Regions from separate parts of the Mus musculus genome. Here regions 1, 3, 4 and 5 are each linked to region 2. A link is a contact called in public Hi-C and promoter capture Hi-C data. All regions are on one chromosome and are shown on one strand. Each heading gives the region's core, a stretch centred on a gene start, on an enhancer-like site or on the middle of the called end of the contact. The rest is flanking DNA. Distances are from core to core; before and after follow the strand shown. Region 1 overlaps Sorbs2 (sorbin and SH3 domain containing 2). Region 2 holds the start of Ccdc110 (coiled-coil domain containing 110). Region 3 overlaps Sorbs2 (sorbin and SH3 domain containing 2). Region 4 overlaps Sorbs2 (sorbin and SH3 domain containing 2). Region 5 overlaps Sorbs2 (sorbin and SH3 domain containing 2).

Region 1 (3,522 bases), core at 512-3,011, 340 kb after region 2:
AGGCCCACGAGCTCATCTGATCCAGACAATTCCATGATCAAGGCTATGTTAGCTTTAATTGTCTACTTTCAAGTGTGTATGATAACAAAAAATTTAAACATTCTAGAAAGGGGGAAAAATTCTTATATGGAGTTTGTTGGGTAGGGTGGAAACTTACTATAATTGGTTATAAGGCTGTTTTTATAGAGCAATAAAATGTTCTAATCTTTCCATGCTAGAAGTTTCATGATTTAATCAAATTTCAAATTTTATATCTACATCTCAAAAGAATGAATGTCTATAAATTACATGTTTATAATTTTGTACTGCTTGTTTTATTATTGTGGTAGCGTCTCATTTAGTCCATTCTACATTCTAACTGTTTACCTGGCCAAAGGTGACCTTAAATTCCTATCCTCTGGCACCATACCTGGTTTATATTGTACTAGAAATCCAACCCCCTGGGCTTCTTGAATGCTAGGCAGGTACTCTACCAACTGCACCACAACTCCATCACCTAATTATGTGTCTATAAACCTGACTTTAGCACTTTATTTGTTAGCTTTTGGGTTTCTCTGTATAGCTCTGGCTGTCCTGGAATTCGTTCTATAGGCCAGGCTGGCCTCTAACTCAGAGATCTGCCTGCTTCTGCCATCCTGGATGGTGCTGGATAAACTTTAAAATGACTAAGATCAAGGCACGAAAGCCTGAGGGATCTTCCTGAGAGCAATCTCCCTGGTAAAGCCTAAGGCAAAAGAGTGATAATAGACAGTCAATGAGGCAGAAAGCAAGGCGGGGGGAGGATGAGTCTGTTGCTGATGAGACAGACTGCTATTTATCTAATTCAGTGTTCAAACTCAGGAACATTTGGGAGAGAGAGAGAGCAGAGGAGGGAGTTGCTGTGGATGAGCCAGAGTCTCCAAAAACACTGTGTTTAATGCTTTTATTTATGATATTTAATTTTGAGAGCCAAAAAAAATGATATATTCTACATGTGTAATAAAAACTAGGAAAGTAAGACTGGGCAAACTGTTATTGTAGGATGACAACCAAGATATCGGAAAGTAACTCATGGTAGGCCCCTGATCCCAGGGATGCCTGTGTGTGGAAAGAATGACTGTGGGGGATGCTTTAAAAAATAATAATAAAAGGGGATATGGACCAAAACAATTAGACGAAGCTTATTCTATGAATTTACACTTATCTTCTGTTTGGTAATAGATATAATATTGACAGTATTTTAATTTTTTTGTATTTTAATTTTCTACTGCACTATATTTAAGACAATAATAATTTTTGGTGGGGGAAGGGATAAGAAATAAAACTTGAGTTTTGCTAGTTCTACCTAGCAAAGAAATGGCTTTCTTTGCTGTCTGGGAGGAATGATCAAAGTTGGTTTCCCTCTGGAAACACCTGCAGTATCTTTTGGATGGATGTACCGGTATCGCGCTCTGCCTGGGATGGAGGTGGCTGCTGAGTGCCAAAATGTTGGTGCCATAAATTAAAGCCACTCACATGCGTCCTGGTGGACAATCTCAACTCAGATTCCATTCTTGAAGCCGCTGTGGTCCCTGTGTCTACATCAGCCAGACAGATCAACTCCTCCTTCACCTCTCTAGGTTCCAGCCAGATCCCCACAGAAGGATGAGGGAGTGACTTATGATGGCATGTGTGACATTCCCTTCACTCCATTGCCCTTCCCAGGCTGCTGGACATAGCAGTGACAATTATAGTAACCTTGACTCCATAAGGAATGTGACGACTTGAACCTTAGCAATGAGTCATTCCAGAGCAAGAATTTGTACACTAGCGCCTGAGCTGGTGACTAAGTTGTGGAAGCACCAGGCACCCATCTAAGGAGATATGTTCATGAGGCAGAAATGGACTTCATTAACAATAAGCAAAAATTTTCAAATATCTTTTTTTTTGGTCTGAAAATATATTTGTCCTAAGGACCAAACCTGGTACTGAACTGGTCTATTCAATTTACTACTCAGTGACATTCTCTGGTCCTCTGGATGGCTGTTCTCCTCAAACAGCAAGTAGGCTGCCATCTGTATGAGAGCTAACTGGATCTTTTGGAATCCCATAACTTACTACATTCCTGAAAACTTGGAGGTGGTCTGGCGTGGGTTCTAAATTCTCCAGAAAACTAAGAATCTCCACGTGATCCCCAAACCATAGTTTGCTGTTGTGCTATCTGCCAACTTCAATTAAAGTTGGGGATTCAGTAGCAGTGACACTCTAAGTTGGAGGCTTAGGAATCGTCAGAGTACATGAGTGTCCTGGAATGGAGATGGAGAGAATTTAGATTTCCTTTTTATTTTCTCTCTCCTCTCTCCTCTCTCTCTCTCCCTCCCTCCCTCTATCCCCTCTCTCTCTTTCTCTCTTTTTCTCTCCCATTCTCCCCTCTTCTCTCCATTTTCCCCACTTTCTTCCCCCTCTCCTCTCTCTCCCTCCCCCCTCTCTTTTATAAAGGCTCTAGGGTTGACGCCAAGTGTGTAATGGTTCTTGTGTGCTTCAGGCCTTTATAAACACTGTTGGAGAAGGGGCTGTGGCATGTGGATACTGGTCAACCTACAAGAACCACTAAATGCCTTTAGCCATGGAACTATAATATTGTGGAACAGAAAGAGAAATGGGAGTGGCTGGCCAAGCGATGATTTAGACCTCATGAAATCATAACACACTGTCTTAAACTTTGTATTGGTAAAACATTGGTCATATAAATAACCACCATGATTCTGCATAAATTTATGAAGATGAACTTGGAAAAAAAACTAGAAAAATAACCCTTGCATAAGTGAAAATTTTCATTGTTCAGAATCAAACCCAAATTTTTCATGTCTGTTATAGGCATTCCTGATTAAAAAAAAAAAAAAAGCTTTTAAATATCTCATCTGACAATTAGGTGGATTGGATGGGGACCTGAAGCTTAACCTTCATTTCTACAGTAAATATGTTCTAATCATTTTGAAGTTGCTTTGAGACTTTTTAAGAAGACTCTAGAGGAACCAGAGGAACATATTTTCTCGAGCATGTTTACTGCTGTAGCTTCATCAAAGATACACACGATTGTGACATAGTTGTGGCATAGAGATGATTGTGACATAGTTGTTTCATAGTGAGATGAGACCATTGCAAGCTGGTCTAGAAAAAGCTTGTTGATCTTGGATAATCTTTGTGTCAACTTGATGGATTTAAAATAAGTAAGCTCTGTCCATGTCTATAGGAGAGTTTCTAGATTAGGCTAACTGAGGAGAGAAATGTGGGCAGCACTGTGGGCATGTGTCTTAGACTAAGTAGAAAGAAAAAAAGAAAAAGAAAAAAAAAAGAACTGGGCAAGAGTAGTCAGTGTTCTCTCCCTCATAACATGTGAATACAATGTGACTAGCTGCCTCAACTTTCTGATGATATGGTGGACTGAACCCCCAAATTGTGAACCCAAATAAACTCTTCCTTCCTTACACTGCTTTTTCAGGCATCGTCTTTCAGCAACATGATGGACTGAAACAGACAGTGGCCTTCAAGTGATGTTGAGAG
Region 2 (3,213 bases), core at 427-2,926:
TCTTCCCACCTCAGCCATTGAAAGCCATATGATCCCCTACAGGCAGGCTCAGAGGTTCATTACCCGAGGGATTCTAGCTTCTGTCAAAGTGACAACTGTCATTGATAATTACAGATGCCCAACTCCTAGATCAGGGCCTGATACAGCAGGTTCTTCAAAATGCTTGCAGTTGAGCAAATGGATGGAGGCTCAGAAGCAGAAAAGGAGGGCCAGAACCAACCAGAAGGTACCCCTCATACGCATCCTGACAAGTTAAGGTTAGTTATGTTAGTTAGTTAACTAGCTGCTCTTATTTGTATAAGTCATGCTGTGGAGTATCACAGGAGTATCAGTCATCTACTGTGTTTGAGGTGAACTCTTCTTATTTGCTGCTGTGTTCATGAGGCTAAATGGTCCATGGCTTCCCGGATTCTGTCTCCCCTGAGTCTGACCTTTACAGGGGATTCGAGCTGATGTTTGCCCAGTAAGAACTTCACTCCTGAAACCATCTCCTCAGCCTCTAAGTGCAACACACATGCGCTTGCCGTATTGAGGCGACTCCAGCTTTTCTGACCTTTGTTGAGCGCAGGGGTAAATACTAGGCTATTTAAATGTCTTTAACCATCTGTGATGGTATTTAGTCTCGTTACCCTGCCCCACTTTGCTGGTTCCTCAGGGAAGATTACAGGTCTTCATGCCTGGTAACAGAGGAATACAGAAAGCGATGGTCTACTCATCCTCCATGTTCTCCATCTTCAATCAAGTTGACTTTTATCAGGGGAGGTGTGGCCTTGCATTGGCTAACGTGTGAAAAGGAACCCAGTCCCATGTCTACTCCATCAATTCTCTCTGCCTCACCTGGGGAACTCACGATTGGGGTCCCACCCATCAATCTAAAAGCCACCTTTGCTCATAAGTCCTGGCTCCTTCTCTTGATGTCCCACTGTGCACCCATGTGAGAGGGGTGCTGTCCCTTTGGGCTTCTCTTCAGGAAGTGAGATCCCAATGGCAGTGTTCTGTGGTCCTCAAGTTACTCTACACATCTGAGTCTTTGTTTATCGGAACTCGTGGCTGTTTGAATTCTTTCAAATATCCTCCCCATGCTATAGCTCATTTCCCACCAATATTTACTGCAAAAACGTAGATTTTACCTGGTTCATTGCCCCCGCTTTCCTTTACCCCCTCAGAGGAATTCAGGATCTTGGATGCTGAAAGGAGAATGGAGTCAACTTCATCTTCTTCCGCGAGGTGCTTCTCTGGAACAGACCCGAGCACAGCTTTTGGAGCTGGAAGGTAGCCTGGGAAGGTGAAGAAGCGAGGCACGGACATTCGGGTCGCCCACGCCCTCTGTGGCCACCAGAGGGCGCGCTATGATCAGGTAGAGATGTCAACTCTGCAAATAGGGGTGAAGGCGGCATCCCGCCAGGGGGCAGGCGAGTGCTTTCTCACTGAGCAGGGGATTTGAGGTCGGGAAGATAACGCACACCAGACCCATCCGGAAAACTCCGGAGGCTTTGGGATGAAGGGACATGGGTGTGGTTCCACTATCCTCCATTTCCCAGAGCCTCCCTCTAGAGGACAGCCTCCCGGATCGTTCTTACCGGGGCTCATTTCTGTCGCTTAAGATCTCTCCACCAACTGCCTTGCCCCAAGCATTCAGCTCTGCCGCTTCTAGCCGCAGCATCCCGTTGCCTAGTAACGGAGGTCGGGGGGGGGGGGAGCCCTGCCCACCCCCACCCTTTTCCGGAGCTGATGCAGACGATGTGATTGGTTTTCATTTATATGAAGTGCACTGATTTTCCTGTACACTTGATAAAACACTTGAAAAAGGCGGGTGCTTCCCCGGGAAGCAGAGCTTGAGTGACTGGTTAGAAAACACGAGCTTTTAAGTAAAAGTTTTCAATAAATACATATGACTTATTTTTGCAAAATCAGTTATCTCAGATAGAATATACAGTCATTGAGAACTGAATTTTAAATCACTGTGAGTAGGAATTGACAGCCACTATGATGTAATAATTTATTACTTAATAAATTACACCTGGCTTACTTTCAGGGAAGAGGCATGATGGTTTAATGTTCATGAGCTATAATTTCTTATTTTCTGGAGCAATGGTTTTTACAAGACTCGACAGTCTTTTTTTTTTTTTTTTTGGTCGCATTGGACAGCTTTAATACATTTAAATTTTTCAGCCTAATACATCTGTTAAACCACTATTCTAAAGAAAATAATATAGTTCATCAAATGCTGGGTATTAATGTAACAATGAAATATTATGTGACAACTCTAATTTGTGGATGGTGACGGTGAGTATTGGCTATTACATAGAAATCACCTGGAGATTTTCATGAGATGACTAAGTCACAACAGTTGGCATAGACTGTAAAACAAAATGATAAGTGTTTGCAATGTTAACCTCAATTTTAATCTGTGCACTGGTCTCAGCAGAAATCTACTTTTATTTTAGGATAACTTCTCAGTTAATCTATCAGAAAAATGACCTTTAGTAGAAAAGGTTTAAGTTTTAAAGATTTATTAATTTGTTTTGTGTGTGTGTGTGTGTTGTATGTGTGTGTGTGTGTGTGCATGCAGGTATGTATGTATGTGTTTGTGTGTGTGTGTGTGTGTACATGAGTGTGGAAGTCAGAGACTTATGCTGTATTTATTTATTGAGATCCACCTAAAGTTTTTGGAGCAGAGTATTTTGCTGCGCCTGGAGCTCACAGACAGTCTCTATTGTTTGGTCAGTGAGCCCAAAGGGATCCTCAATGTGGACAAAGGGCGACAGACATGTGCACCATGTTGCCCCTGGCCTTTTACCGTGGACATCAAACTCAGGTTCTCATGCTTGTGTGGTAAGCCATTCGCCAACTATCTGCCTGTCCTCCTGGACTATTAAGAGCAAATTGCTGACTTCATCCCATCTCTCCTGAACATTTGGGTGTGTATTTTATAAGAATACTGAAAAGAAGCACAATACACTGTTAATATTCAAGATTAGTGCTGATGCATAGTCACCCTATAGCTTCCAGGCATCACTGACATTCTTGCAGTAATGCCCTGGGTAGCCATAGGTCCCAGCCTAAAGGCTGGCATTACATCCAGTTGCCATGATCTGTTTATTTAATGCATTTTAATCTGATCAGTTTGATTTATCTTGAACTCCTACGGCCTTAACATTTTAGAACATTCTAGACCAATTATTCTGTAAAATGTTTTTGTGTCTTTTGTGG
Region 3 (3,267 bases), core at 459-2,958, 320 kb after region 2:
CATCAGTTAAGAATGTGGAGTGCTCTTCCAGAGAACCAGGGTTCATTTCCAGGAAGCCACACTGAGCAGCTCACAACTGCCTCTAATGAGCAGCTCACAATTGCCTGTAGTTCTAGTTTCAGGGAATCTAGCATCCTTTTTTGACTTCTTTTGGTCACTTGCACTTATGTGCACATATCACCCCTGCTTCCCATGCCTATATATGTATACCTAAAAATAATTTAATAAGATAAAATAAATCTCGAAGAAGAAGAGGAGGAGGAAGATGAGAAGGAGGAAGCAGAGGGGGAGGAAGAAGGAGAAGAAGGAGGAGAAGAAAGGAGAAAGAAAAAGAAAGAAGAAGGAAGAAAAATAAGAAAGGGGAGAAGAGGAAGAAGGAGAAGGAGGAGGAGGAAGAGAAGAAGATGAGGAGGAGGAGGAGGAGGAGAAGGAGGAGGAGGAGGAGGAGAAGAAGAAGAAGAAGAAGAAGAAGAAGAAGAAGAAGAAGAAGAAGAAGAAGAAGAAGAAGAAGAAGAAGAAGAAAGAAGGAGGAGAAGGGATAATAGAGGCAATAGAGATAATGGAGGCCTGCACCGCACCACTTCACCAACCCTCAGATGCAGTATTTTTTGCTAGTGTTCTGGAAGCCTTCGAGACCCCCAATCTGAGAAACAGTGAGCACCGAAGCACTCCTAAGCCAGTGAGCTGCTTTTCTGTTCAGAATCTTCTTGCCTTTGCTGGGTTTTCTTGGATGGACACAATAAAGATGCTGTGACTGTGACCTGAATGAGACATGTCTTGTTTCCTGGGAGGTTAAATTGCCAACCATGTATTATGTCTTAGCATCATGGAGGTGTGATAATTTATTTGAGAACGGCAAAGTTGGCTGGAATCTGATAACATATAAAAAGAACACTTTAAAAAAAGAACAGACTTCTGTGTTACACAGCATGGGGAAAGGCTCAGTGCTTAAAAGTCACCAAGGACCAGGGAGGAAGCTACATCAGTAAAGTGTGGATTCACAAGCATGAGGGATGAACTGAGTTAAGACCATAGTATCCACATTAAAGGGGAAAAAAATCGCCTGTAATTTCAGCACCTGGGAGCTGGAGACAGGCATATCCTGTGTGCTGGCTAGTTAGCCAATCTAGCAAAGTTAGCAAGCTACAGGTTTATTGAGACACACTCTCTCAAAAAAGTAAGGTAGTTCCCAGAATCTACCTGATGGCTCACACTGTCAGTAATTCCAGTTCCTCCACAGGCACATACACACGCACATGTGCAGGATAATCACTCAGATGTGTAAAATAAAACTAAGTAAATCTTTAAAAATAAGGTGTAGAGTGATTGGGAAAGACCCATGTTGATTTCTGGCTTATATATGTGCATGCACGCGCGCGCACACGCGTGTGCACACACACCCCCCCCCCACACACACACAGAGAGAGAGAGAGAGAGAGAGATTATACAGCTGTTAAAAATGGGTCTACACACAAAGAAATTGTGGACATTGGTAACTACTCCCTTTCTTAGGATCTCACGGTGTGCTTCAGAATTTAGAACGTTCTAAGAAGACCAAGAAGAGTATCAAGATCCTATTTCATAGTTCTAACCTATTTTTTAAAAGATACTCATGGCACAAAAGATATTCATATTGTGTGAACTGCAGCAGCAACAAATCCATGGACTCACCCAATGCCCTAGCTCTACTTTCAGTAAGTAAAAGTCTGGATGTATGATCGCTGGTAGAAGACACACAACTGGGTGTGCTGATTAGATTTTTGACAGCTCCTCAAAGCGGTCTATAAAATTAAGAAGATTGTTTCTCTCTTCTCACTCGTCCCTAGAAGATCCTTATTCTGTGGAAGCGCTGCCCATTGGTAAAGAATGCTGCACAGAAACCAAGGAACTCCTATCAGACAGCCCTTCCCCCACCTACCACATTACATCATCCCGTTTCATCCAATCACAATTCAGCGTTCATCCAATCGCATTTCAGCATAACTGTCCATTCCTTATTGCTGCCTTAGCATAAAGAGCTTTCCCTAGGTCTTTGGGTCTTTGTTTCTGAAGGCCCCCGGGGACACATAAACTTTGATTAAGTGAATTTTTAAAAAATGTGTATCCTGTTAACTTGTCCTTGTCATCAAATGACAGCTGTGACACTCTGCTGGGTGAGGAAATGCGCCCCTCCCCTTTCTGACCCCAGCAAAAGGAGGAAAGAAAACATTATTCCAATTTAAAGGCTGGTTTTCTTACTAGCAACAATTATCACTTGGAAACCCAACTATAGGTTGCTACTGAAGTGAAAGAAACAATTTCTGTTTCTAACCTTTCTTTACAGGGCGCCTAACTGCACTATGAAAAGAATGGTTTTTATTTCCTCTCATTTGCTGTGAGCCACCTCCCCTGCTCAACAGCTCCTCTCTCAGCTGGTGGAGACGTCTTCACCTCGCACTCCTGCGGAGTGAAGTATCCCAGGTCGTGGCAGGGAGTCTTTCTGCAGTTAACTAAACAAGCTGGCCCTCCAGCCTTTGAAGATCCACGTGCTACAGAAGCCGAACATCTTCATTCAAGTAAAATCTAAGTGGACACACACACACACACAAATCTAAGTGGGGAAGCCAATCTTTGCGGTGTGTTAATGCTTCGGGAACTGTGAGATGGTTCAGGAACTGTGCACTCAGACGGAAGGCTTTCTCAATTCAACTATTGATGGTTACTGCTGTGTGCTTTGTGGATTGGAGCTGTTGAGTTTTCTCTGATGATCCGTCCCCCACCCCCACCCCCGCCCACAGTTGGGACTTCTTGGAAATGCTGTTTTACTTTAAGTGGCCCACAAAGTGCACTCACCTACTGAAGCACGGACACTCATTGACCATGAATACTTGTTATTCAGGTTCTGCTGGTCTGTGATAAACACAAGCCCAGAAGGCCAGCCAGCACAGCATGCCAGGACCTCACAGGGTTTCTTGCGTATTATTTAAAATATGTTTCTCTCTGCTCTGCAAATCAGTTATATACAAGCCATCATTTTTTTCCCTAAATAAAACAAATTGTTCTTCTGAGCTAGCAAGTATAAGACCTACCGAATGGAATAGTTCAAAATGTTCGAAATCACGCTTCTTTTGCCGGGCAGAACCATTCAATATATTATCTCCCCAGACTCTCAGGGACAGGGGAATTACAAAGATCTGACAAAATCAGCTCATTTATTTAGCTAACGTGTTTTGAGTTCTGCAAAGGGCTGGGTACAGAAATCAGGTGAAATAACATTAAAATTGAAAA
Region 4 (3,522 bases), core at 321-2,820, 300 kb after region 2:
AAAGGAAGTCAAGAACATAATCAGATTTCAGACCACATCTTATCTGAAAAGACATGTTTCTATGTAAAGTCAGAGACTTCAGGATGTACCCTCAGTGCCTAAGACATGGAACTAAGAAAATCCTTTTCCCTAAACAGGTATAGTGAAAAGGGATGACTCTTGTTTCTTTAGTAAATCAGACGACTCTACTCTTTGCTGTTTTTATTTTTTATTTTTTTTTAATTCTCAGATGTCACTACCACAAGGCTGGTTGTTTTCAAGATTAAATTGTGGGGAAGTTGATAGTGTGCTAAATGAGCCAAGTTATTTTCTATTGTGTCAGGGCTTCCTTTGTTCAAGATACCTTGAAGACTTCAAAGGATTCCTGAGACATTAGCTTAGTGTTTTACCTAAAAAGGGCACGAACCCCATGCACAAAAATCTCTTAACAAAAAGAGCATCTGAAGACATATGGGCCATATGAATTTTCTCATGATGAAAGTCAAAAGCAATCGGTTCTCCCTACTTCAATTTAACCTCTATTCTTTCACACAGGTTATATTGACAGACAGGAACCTATCTGTCTACAACCCATTCAGTCTACTTTCCAGCCACCACTTACTTCTGGCCAAGGCCATGATGCAGTAAACAGCCAAAGCACTGTTGTTTTCTCATGGAATTTACATTCACATGGGATGACTAGACATACATAGAATAGCTTTATTTAAATGGCATAAAGATGCAATGGGCAAAGTGTAAGGAACAACTAGGTAGATGACTGTGTTAAGTCTTTCTTCAGCTGACCGATCACGAAAGTCCTGCTGAGCACTGCTGAGTCACATGGCCTGAAAAGTGCCTATTCTTGGTGTGTTCATGATTTCCAGCCCTTCTGTGAGAGTTAACACACATAAAGATCTTAGGATAGTAGCTAGCATGGGGCAAGTGCTTACTTTACAGCATCCTTAGGTTGATTGGTTTGGATCATTTTTGGACTAATATTTTCTGCAGCTTGCCTGGAGCCCTGCCTCTGGGTTAACGGCATTTTCTGCTTTTGCAGATGACCCAGGTTTGAAACCCAGCACCAATGCCCCGCCGCTGACAACCACCTGGAACACCATCCACAGACTGATCAGACACTTCAGAACTCTGCAGGCACTGGCACGGGAACATAAACCGACCCACAGGCATACGTACATATAATTATAAAATAAAATAAACCTGAAACAGAAATGTTTTTCTAGCTTACCGAATGCTAAGTATCTGAGCTTTCGTTTTCTTGAATCCATTTGGAAGCTGTTATTTTGATTACTTATCTAAGGTCTTCCAGCTTCTACGGGTTTTCAACTTTAAAAGATCTCCCTAAATTGACACTATTTCCTAGCTTAAGCTCTCTAATTATACTCTGAAGCATAAGGAGAAAAAGCTTAGAATTTGTGGTGTTTAAATGATCTTCCTTACGCTATTTTAAATAGAAGGCAAATGTGAATTCGTTCTCGTTGATCTTGTTTTCTCAATGGGTGTGAATAGAGCCAGATACTTTAGAAGGAACAGAAATCGCATTTCCTTGTCTGAATTATTCATGACACTCCAAGATACATTTAAGCTTTCCCCAGGTCCTGGCAGTAGTCCTGTGTTATGAAACTGTTGGAGCTCAGTGAGTGCTTTTCTTCAGGAAGACTATATTTTGCTTTAAAAAATAATAATAGCATTTCCTAAAATTTTCAGTTTTTTCCTTCTCGTCTGTTTTGTAATTTCAAAAAATAAAATAAAAAATAAGAAACGTCTCCTTATTTGCTTTTTTATCTCTGAGTAAAAATGGCCTTTTAAAAAAATCACATGTCAGCATCAGGACAATGTGGACAGAAGATCTGATTACTGTGGGCCATCTATTCATTTGCTATGCTGACTGAAGATTTAATGGACTGTCTCAGTCAGGGTTTCTATTCCTGCACAAACATCATGACCAAGAAGCAAGTTGGGGAGGAAAGGGTTTATTCAGCTTATACTTCCACACTGCTGTTCATCACCAAAGGAAGTCAGGACTGGAACTCAAGCAGGTCAGGAAGCAGGAGCTGATGCAGAGGCCATGGAGGGATGTTCCTTACTGGCTTGCCTCACCTGGCTTGCTCAGCCTGCTCTCTTATAGAACCAAGACTACCAGCCCAGAGATGGTCCCAGCCACAAGGGACCTTTCCCCCTTGATCACTAATTGAGAAAATACCTTACAGTTGGATCTCATGGAGGCATTTCCTCAACTGAAGCTCCTTTCTCTGTAATAAAGGAGCTTTGTCAAGTTGACACGAAACTAGCCAGTACATGGACCAACCTGTTTCCTGAATGCCTTCAATGTCCCAGCTGCCATTCTAAAGCCGGAGTCCAGTTTTGCTTGCCACTTTTGTTCTGACCAAACATTGATCTTTTTTTTTTTTTGTTTTTAACCTTAGGTACTCACATGACCTCCCCTTACCTAAAATTGTCTAACCTAGCAGACAAGCACACAAAACACAAGACTATCTGCGCTGTTGGAACAACCGATTGGTTCTAACATTTTCATCTTGACCACTATGTTGTTTATATAGATCTGGCAGTCTATCTGGATGTGGTAGCAAATGTTTGCAATCTCAGTACTCAGGAAGCAGAGGCAGGAGGATTAGGGGTTGGAAGCCAGCCTGGCCTCTTTCAAAGAAGTCAAGGGAGTCAGAGAGCTGGATCAGTGGCTAAGAGCAACTGATGCTCTAGCTGAGAACCGTGGCTACCTAAGTTCCTGCGTCCATGTGGTAGTCCACAACCTTCTGCAACTCCCAAATTCCAAGGGGATCTGATAGCCTCTCTGGACTCCACAGGTACCACACAATGTCCTGTAAGTGCTAGGTGCAGGGAAAATATCCATACACATCAAATAAAATCATGTAAATCCTTAAGAACAATAACAAAGGGGAAAAAAAATCCAGATCTGGCTAGTAAGAGACAAGTCCTTTCAAAAGGTTTTTTTTTACTCTCACAGCATAAACTATGGAATTTTCCACACACTTATGTAGCTGACAGATTATGTGCACTTGTTTCAGAGTACACTAAACCTTCACCAGACTACACAGTGAGCACAAACACAGATGGGGTTGCTGTGACCTGATCCTCTTTGCCTGATTAACTTCAGCACAGAAAATGACAGAATAAGGTGGGGTGGCGCATTGGCAAGCCACAAGAAGTCATCACTTCAGCATCCACTGTGGGCTCCCTAAGCTTCTTGTTGTTACTGTTGGGTTCTTTTCCTAAGCGGTATCAAGTATGGGTACAGGGTGTAAAATGTTCAACGTCCTAATGAGGCCGGAAGCAGGGGAGGCTTAGTTAAGAGGTGGAGAAAGACCCCGTAGTCATAAGTGTAGGCACATTTCTATTTATAGGGATGTCACCTCAATGCCAGTCACTTCCTGGGAGACCTAAAATGCACATGGGCTTTGTAGAGGATAGAAGGAACATTTAAACAAAAGTATTTTCTCCAGTGTGGCCAGAATATATATGGATTTTGTTATTGTTGTTTTGTTT
Region 5 (3,491 bases), core at 502-3,001, 410 kb after region 2:
ATTCTACTGACTGTCAGAATTCTTGACTAAATATTTAAGGTCTCTCTCTGCCTTTCATCCCAGTACTTGGGAGGCAGAGGCAGGCAGATTTCTGAGTTTGAGGCCAGCCTCTCTCTACAGAGTGAGTTCCAGGACAGCCAGGGCTACACAGAGAAACCCTGTCTTAAAATATATATATATTTTTTTTTTCCAAAGTCTGAGACTCAAGTGGTACCGGGGTAAATTCAGGTCAGGGACAGCAGACAATCTTTGAATGATCAAGAGTCTATGTTTATAACAATTAAGAGAAAGTACAACAGTGAGATGACCATGTCCACCAATTCCTGAGTGTACCTCAGTTTGGAATATCCTTGAAGTGTTAGCAAACCAACTCCTAATACTTAGTAAACCAATAATTGGGAGAAAGGCATCTCAAGGTTTTAAAGAAAGGAATTGCTTAAAAGCAGCCAGAAACCAAACATAGAGGAGAAAGGGAATGAGAAGGAGTTTAAGGAACAGCAACAGATAAAGAGGAAAACGAGGGTTAACTAATGAGGACTTGGAGAAATCTCAGAGACATCTGCAGATACAGAAAGAGGTGTCATCTTAGAATGACACACACATTGCTTTCAGTGTCATCCTGACAGTTGCCAATAATTAGGAGTGGCTCATTCTACTATCTTCATTATTCTGGGTATGGAAGATGATATTGTATGCCTTGGCCAGTGGACTACTGTCTCCATTTAAAAAAACACAAGTAAAAAATTCAGATACATTCAAATATTAAGTCAGGTAAAAATAGATCTATCTCAAATGAACACATCCTGCTGAACCAAGCCAACTGTGTGGCCTTCCTTCCCCAGACAGTGTCAAGTTTTTATTGCAAAATGTGAAGAGAACAGAGTCACCTGAATGTGATGTCACTGCAAGCCTCTGAGGCCAACCTCTGTCAACAGCTCAAGTAAGGCCCAGTTCCAAACTAGATGAGGCCAACTCCATATCTGCTTATCCTGTCCTACCATGGTTTGTTCTGACAGACCATACCTTATCCTAAAAGCTAATAAAAATATTCTCTAGATTTCTGTCACCCACTAGAAATACAACTATCCATGCCACTTTGTCAATTAACCTACTATGTTCATTGTTTAGCAATTGTGGAGAAAAAAAAAACAAATAGAATTCATTGAAATCTTCTGGTTCAAAATATATCTAAAATGTCTCCATCTGCTAAAAGGTAGTTTTGTATCTCTACAACATGAATAACATGTTTGGTTCTCAGGCAGTCAAAGCAATCATGGGCACTTGGGGCTTTCAGAGAAACTAAGCTGATTCAATATCACTGGGTAGGCTAATGACCAGTTTCCTGGGAGAAGATCAGAATGGCTTACACCAGCCATGACTTCAAAGGCAGAGCAAACTGAGGAGTAATTGTATTTTCATGTGTTGATGAAAACACCATCTACCTAGTGATCTTATGTCTGCTTGAATATTACAGGATTTGCATAGTATTATTGTAGAATTATCAAGTGTGGTGTTTACCATAGCCTATTGAAGTAGGGCAGTGTTTAAATGATCTTAGGGAGTCTAACAGTTTGTATGCACATATGTGTGTTTGCTTAATAAAGAACACAAACTGAGTGACTTATACAATGGAAATGATCTCATAGCTCTGGAAGCCAGAAGGTTAGGGACAAGGCTATGGAAGGGTGGTTTCCTTCTGTGGTTATGGGGACAGATTTGTTCTCTGCCTCTCCCGGTTTGTCACACATGCTTGGCATTCTTTGGCTTGAAGCACATTACCTTATTCTCTGTCTTTGTCTTTACACGGTGTTCTTCCCATGTATGTCTATGTCAAAATTCTCTTTGTTTATAAGGACATCACTTGCCCTGGCCTAAGAGTCTACCCTATTTCACTATGACCTCATCTTACCAGCCTATTTCCAAAAACAGATCACATCCTGAGATACTGAAAGTTAGAATTTCAAAATATATCTCTGAAGGTAATGGACACAATTTAACCATTGCAGTGGTACTTTGGTGAAAACAGGTCATATAAAATTAGAATCCTTACTGAAAAGATAATAAAGCTTAGCCTCATGCACGCATTGACTTTATACTGGCTTTTGGCTCTCACTATCTCTGGATTGGTGGATTACATACTTCCCAGAGATTCTAGTTTTATTCTAAATCAAAAGTCTTTTCTTCAAAGTAGTTTCCTCTATAGAAAAACAAAACAAAACAAGACCAAAAAACCCAAAACCAATCTCTTGGAAAGATGCATCATCAACCCTTTCCAGGTAGGTTAACTGCGGTCACCCCCTCTATTCAAGTGACAGAGCTGACTTCTCTTTTAGATTTTGTATCTTTTTTCTCCTGACCTCTTTAGCTACTACATATAGCTACTATATATAGCTACTGTAGCACTCAGAACTGTCTGCCTGAGAACATATATGAAAAGCCATCTTGAGGAGTAGACCTCAGTGTAAACCCTTGTAAGCCCTTATGGACAGAAACACACACAGACACTTTTCTAGCCACTCAGGGACTCCTATTGGTAGAGGCAACCAAAATTACTCTTTAAGAATAGAGAAGATCCAATTTCCCTTAACTTAGAAAATTTACTATTTTTCTGAACTTCATGTGTGATTTCACATAGAAAAAAATATTTGAGAGAGAAATCAAAAAAGTTGTGAACATTCATCTCAGGCCAAACACTCAAACTGTGGTCCCTTTTCCCTAAAGACTGTTGATATAGTCCTCCATGTGTATCCTAGACTCCTCTATCCACAAGGCCGTTGATCTTGACTTTTCCAGACAGTTTGTAATAGAATCAAGCAACTTTTGAGTTATTTGTATTTGGCAGTGCCTATTATGTATCAAATAGTTTCTGTCTCTCTGGGTCAAAGCCAATAATTATAGATGTCAAAATAGACTGATAACTGAAACCAGTGAGGAATGTATCAGTTGCCCAGTGGGTGGTTGAATAAAACCTAAGCCAAATTAAATAATGGAGAGGCGTGTGTGTTATAAAGCCACAAGGATTTAATCCATAGCAGCTATTATTTCCACATGCTTCTGTTCTACTAAGGTCAAGTGTTTCTGCAGCAAATGCAGAATTTCCAACTTATTATTTCCTGTTTAAATACTGCTTATCTAATAATTCAGAACTACAGACTAATGTATGAAAGCTAACACCTTAAAACAGAGATTTCTTGAATTTTGTACCAGTTTGCTCTGCCCCACTATGCTTATTGACATATGGGTTCCAACATGCTCAAAATAATATCAAGCACATAAATCATTCCCATTGTGTATTAGCACTATTCTAACTGTGTGGATGATGTCAGGTCAGATCAGCAGGACAAGCCCCAACAGCGAAGGATACCACTTCATTGCTGTGTAGCCATTGTGAATACCCAAGCTGACTCCTTAGACATATAAACTTTAACTTGGGGAATTTATGAGGTCACCCCCCCCCCCCACCTTCGCCATCATCATTGAGAAACAAACCA

Evidence for each region. Promoter capture Hi-C pulls out the DNA fragments that hold promoters and counts their contacts. A called contact is a pair of places that touch in the nucleus more often than the background predicts.
Region 1: a contact with region 2 is called in a Hi-C map of the C2C12 cell line, with 3 times the contacts expected there. The contact joins the enhancer-like site here to the promoter of Ccdc110 in region 2. A contact is called at or near these places in 13 of 39 promoter capture datasets (the 3T3-L1 cell line, 3T3-L1-derived adipocytes, the C10 cell line and 8 more), 1 of 15 datasets of contacts at CTCF or cohesin (large pre-B cells), 4 of 484 Hi-C or Micro-C datasets (the C2C12 cell line, cortical neurons, embryonic fibroblasts and 1 more), 3 of 115 datasets of contacts at active chromatin or transcription factors (embryonic basal ganglia, embryonic stem cells and stem cell-derived neural progenitor cells) and 1 of 9 other capture datasets (embryonic stem cells).
Region 3: a contact with region 2 is called in a promoter capture Hi-C map of stem cell-derived epiblast-like cells, with 3 times the contacts expected there. The contact joins the enhancer-like site here to the promoter of Ccdc110 in region 2. A contact is called at or near these places in 11 of 39 promoter capture datasets (the 3T3-L1 cell line, 3T3-L1-derived adipocytes, the C10 cell line and 7 more), 7 of 484 Hi-C or Micro-C datasets (the C2C12 cell line, cerebellar granule neurons, embryonic stem cells and 4 more), 7 of 115 datasets of contacts at active chromatin or transcription factors (embryonic basal ganglia, embryonic stem cells, large pre-B cells and 1 more) and 1 of 9 other capture datasets (embryonic stem cells).
Region 4: a contact with region 2 is called in a Hi-C map of cortical neurons, with 3 times the contacts expected there. The contact joins the enhancer-like site here to the promoter of Ccdc110 in region 2. A contact is called at or near these places in 9 of 39 promoter capture datasets (the 3T3-L1 cell line, 3T3-L1-derived adipocytes, the C10 cell line and 5 more), 1 of 15 datasets of contacts at CTCF or cohesin (stem cell-derived epiblast-like cells), 10 of 484 Hi-C or Micro-C datasets (cerebellar granule neurons, cerebral cortex, cortical neurons and 5 more) and 4 of 115 datasets of contacts at active chromatin or transcription factors (embryonic stem cells, large pre-B cells and stem cell-derived neural progenitor cells).
Region 5: a contact with region 2 is called in a Hi-C map of myocytes, with 2.1 times the contacts expected there. The contact joins the enhancer-like site here to the promoter of Ccdc110 in region 2. A contact is called at or near these places in 15 of 39 promoter capture datasets (the 3T3-L1 cell line, 3T3-L1-derived adipocytes, the C10 cell line and 9 more), 2 of 484 Hi-C or Micro-C datasets (myocytes and nephron progenitors), 1 of 115 datasets of contacts at active chromatin or transcription factors (embryonic basal ganglia) and 2 of 9 other capture datasets (embryonic stem cells and pancreatic islet).

Annotation. Positions count from the first base shown.
Region 1 is chr8:45,596,355-45,599,876 of GRCm38.p6, reverse strand. The region is part of intron 1 of Sorbs2 (sorbin and SH3 domain containing 2); the gene reads right to left. Gm16351 (a long non-coding RNA gene) reads left to right here. Exons shown (of 5, transcript XR_003947381.1): 1 at 1-3,188; 2 at 3,461-3,522. Among named protein-coding and RNA genes, the nearest start is that of Gm16351, 6.8 kb to the left of the region's middle. Within about 2 kb of position 1,761, at least 40 of the 459 cell types and tissues checked have an H3K27ac peak or open chromatin away from gene starts, as enhancers often do. A contact at or near this core is called in the C2C12 cell line, embryonic fibroblasts and myocytes, where this site is marked.
Region 2 is chr8:45,933,082-45,936,294 of GRCm38.p6, reverse strand. It overlaps Ccdc110 (coiled-coil domain containing 110), which reads right to left and starts at 1,676. Exons shown (of 7, transcript NM_001033246.3): 1 at 1,581-1,676; 2 at 1,131-1,277. The coding sequence starts at 1,590.
Region 3 is chr8:45,614,427-45,617,693 of GRCm38.p6, reverse strand. All of the region lies in intron 1 of Sorbs2 (sorbin and SH3 domain containing 2), which reads right to left. Among named protein-coding and RNA genes, the nearest start is that of Gm16351, 11 kb to the right of the region's middle. Within about 2 kb of position 1,708, at least 28 of the 459 cell types and tissues checked have an H3K27ac peak or open chromatin away from gene starts, as enhancers often do. A contact at or near this core is called in stem cell-derived epiblast-like cells, where this site is marked.
Region 4 is chr8:45,633,394-45,636,915 of GRCm38.p6, reverse strand. All of the region lies in intron 1 of Sorbs2 (sorbin and SH3 domain containing 2), which reads right to left. Gm51529 (a long non-coding RNA gene) reads left to right here. Exons shown (of 3, transcript XR_003947382.1): 3 at 1,037-1,900. Among named protein-coding and RNA genes, the nearest start is that of Gm51529, 6.5 kb to the left of the region's middle. Within about 2 kb of position 1,570, at least 14 of the 459 cell types and tissues checked have an H3K27ac peak or open chromatin away from gene starts, as enhancers often do. A contact at or near this core is called in cortical neurons and forebrain, where this site is marked.
Region 5 is chr8:45,527,306-45,530,796 of GRCm38.p6, reverse strand. The region is part of intron 1 of Sorbs2 (sorbin and SH3 domain containing 2); the gene reads right to left. Among named protein-coding and RNA genes, the nearest start is that of Sorbs2, 21 kb to the right of the region's middle. Within about 2 kb of position 1,751, at least 31 of the 459 cell types and tissues checked have an H3K27ac peak or open chromatin away from gene starts, as enhancers often do. A contact at or near this core is called in the SN4741 cell line and myocytes, where this site is marked.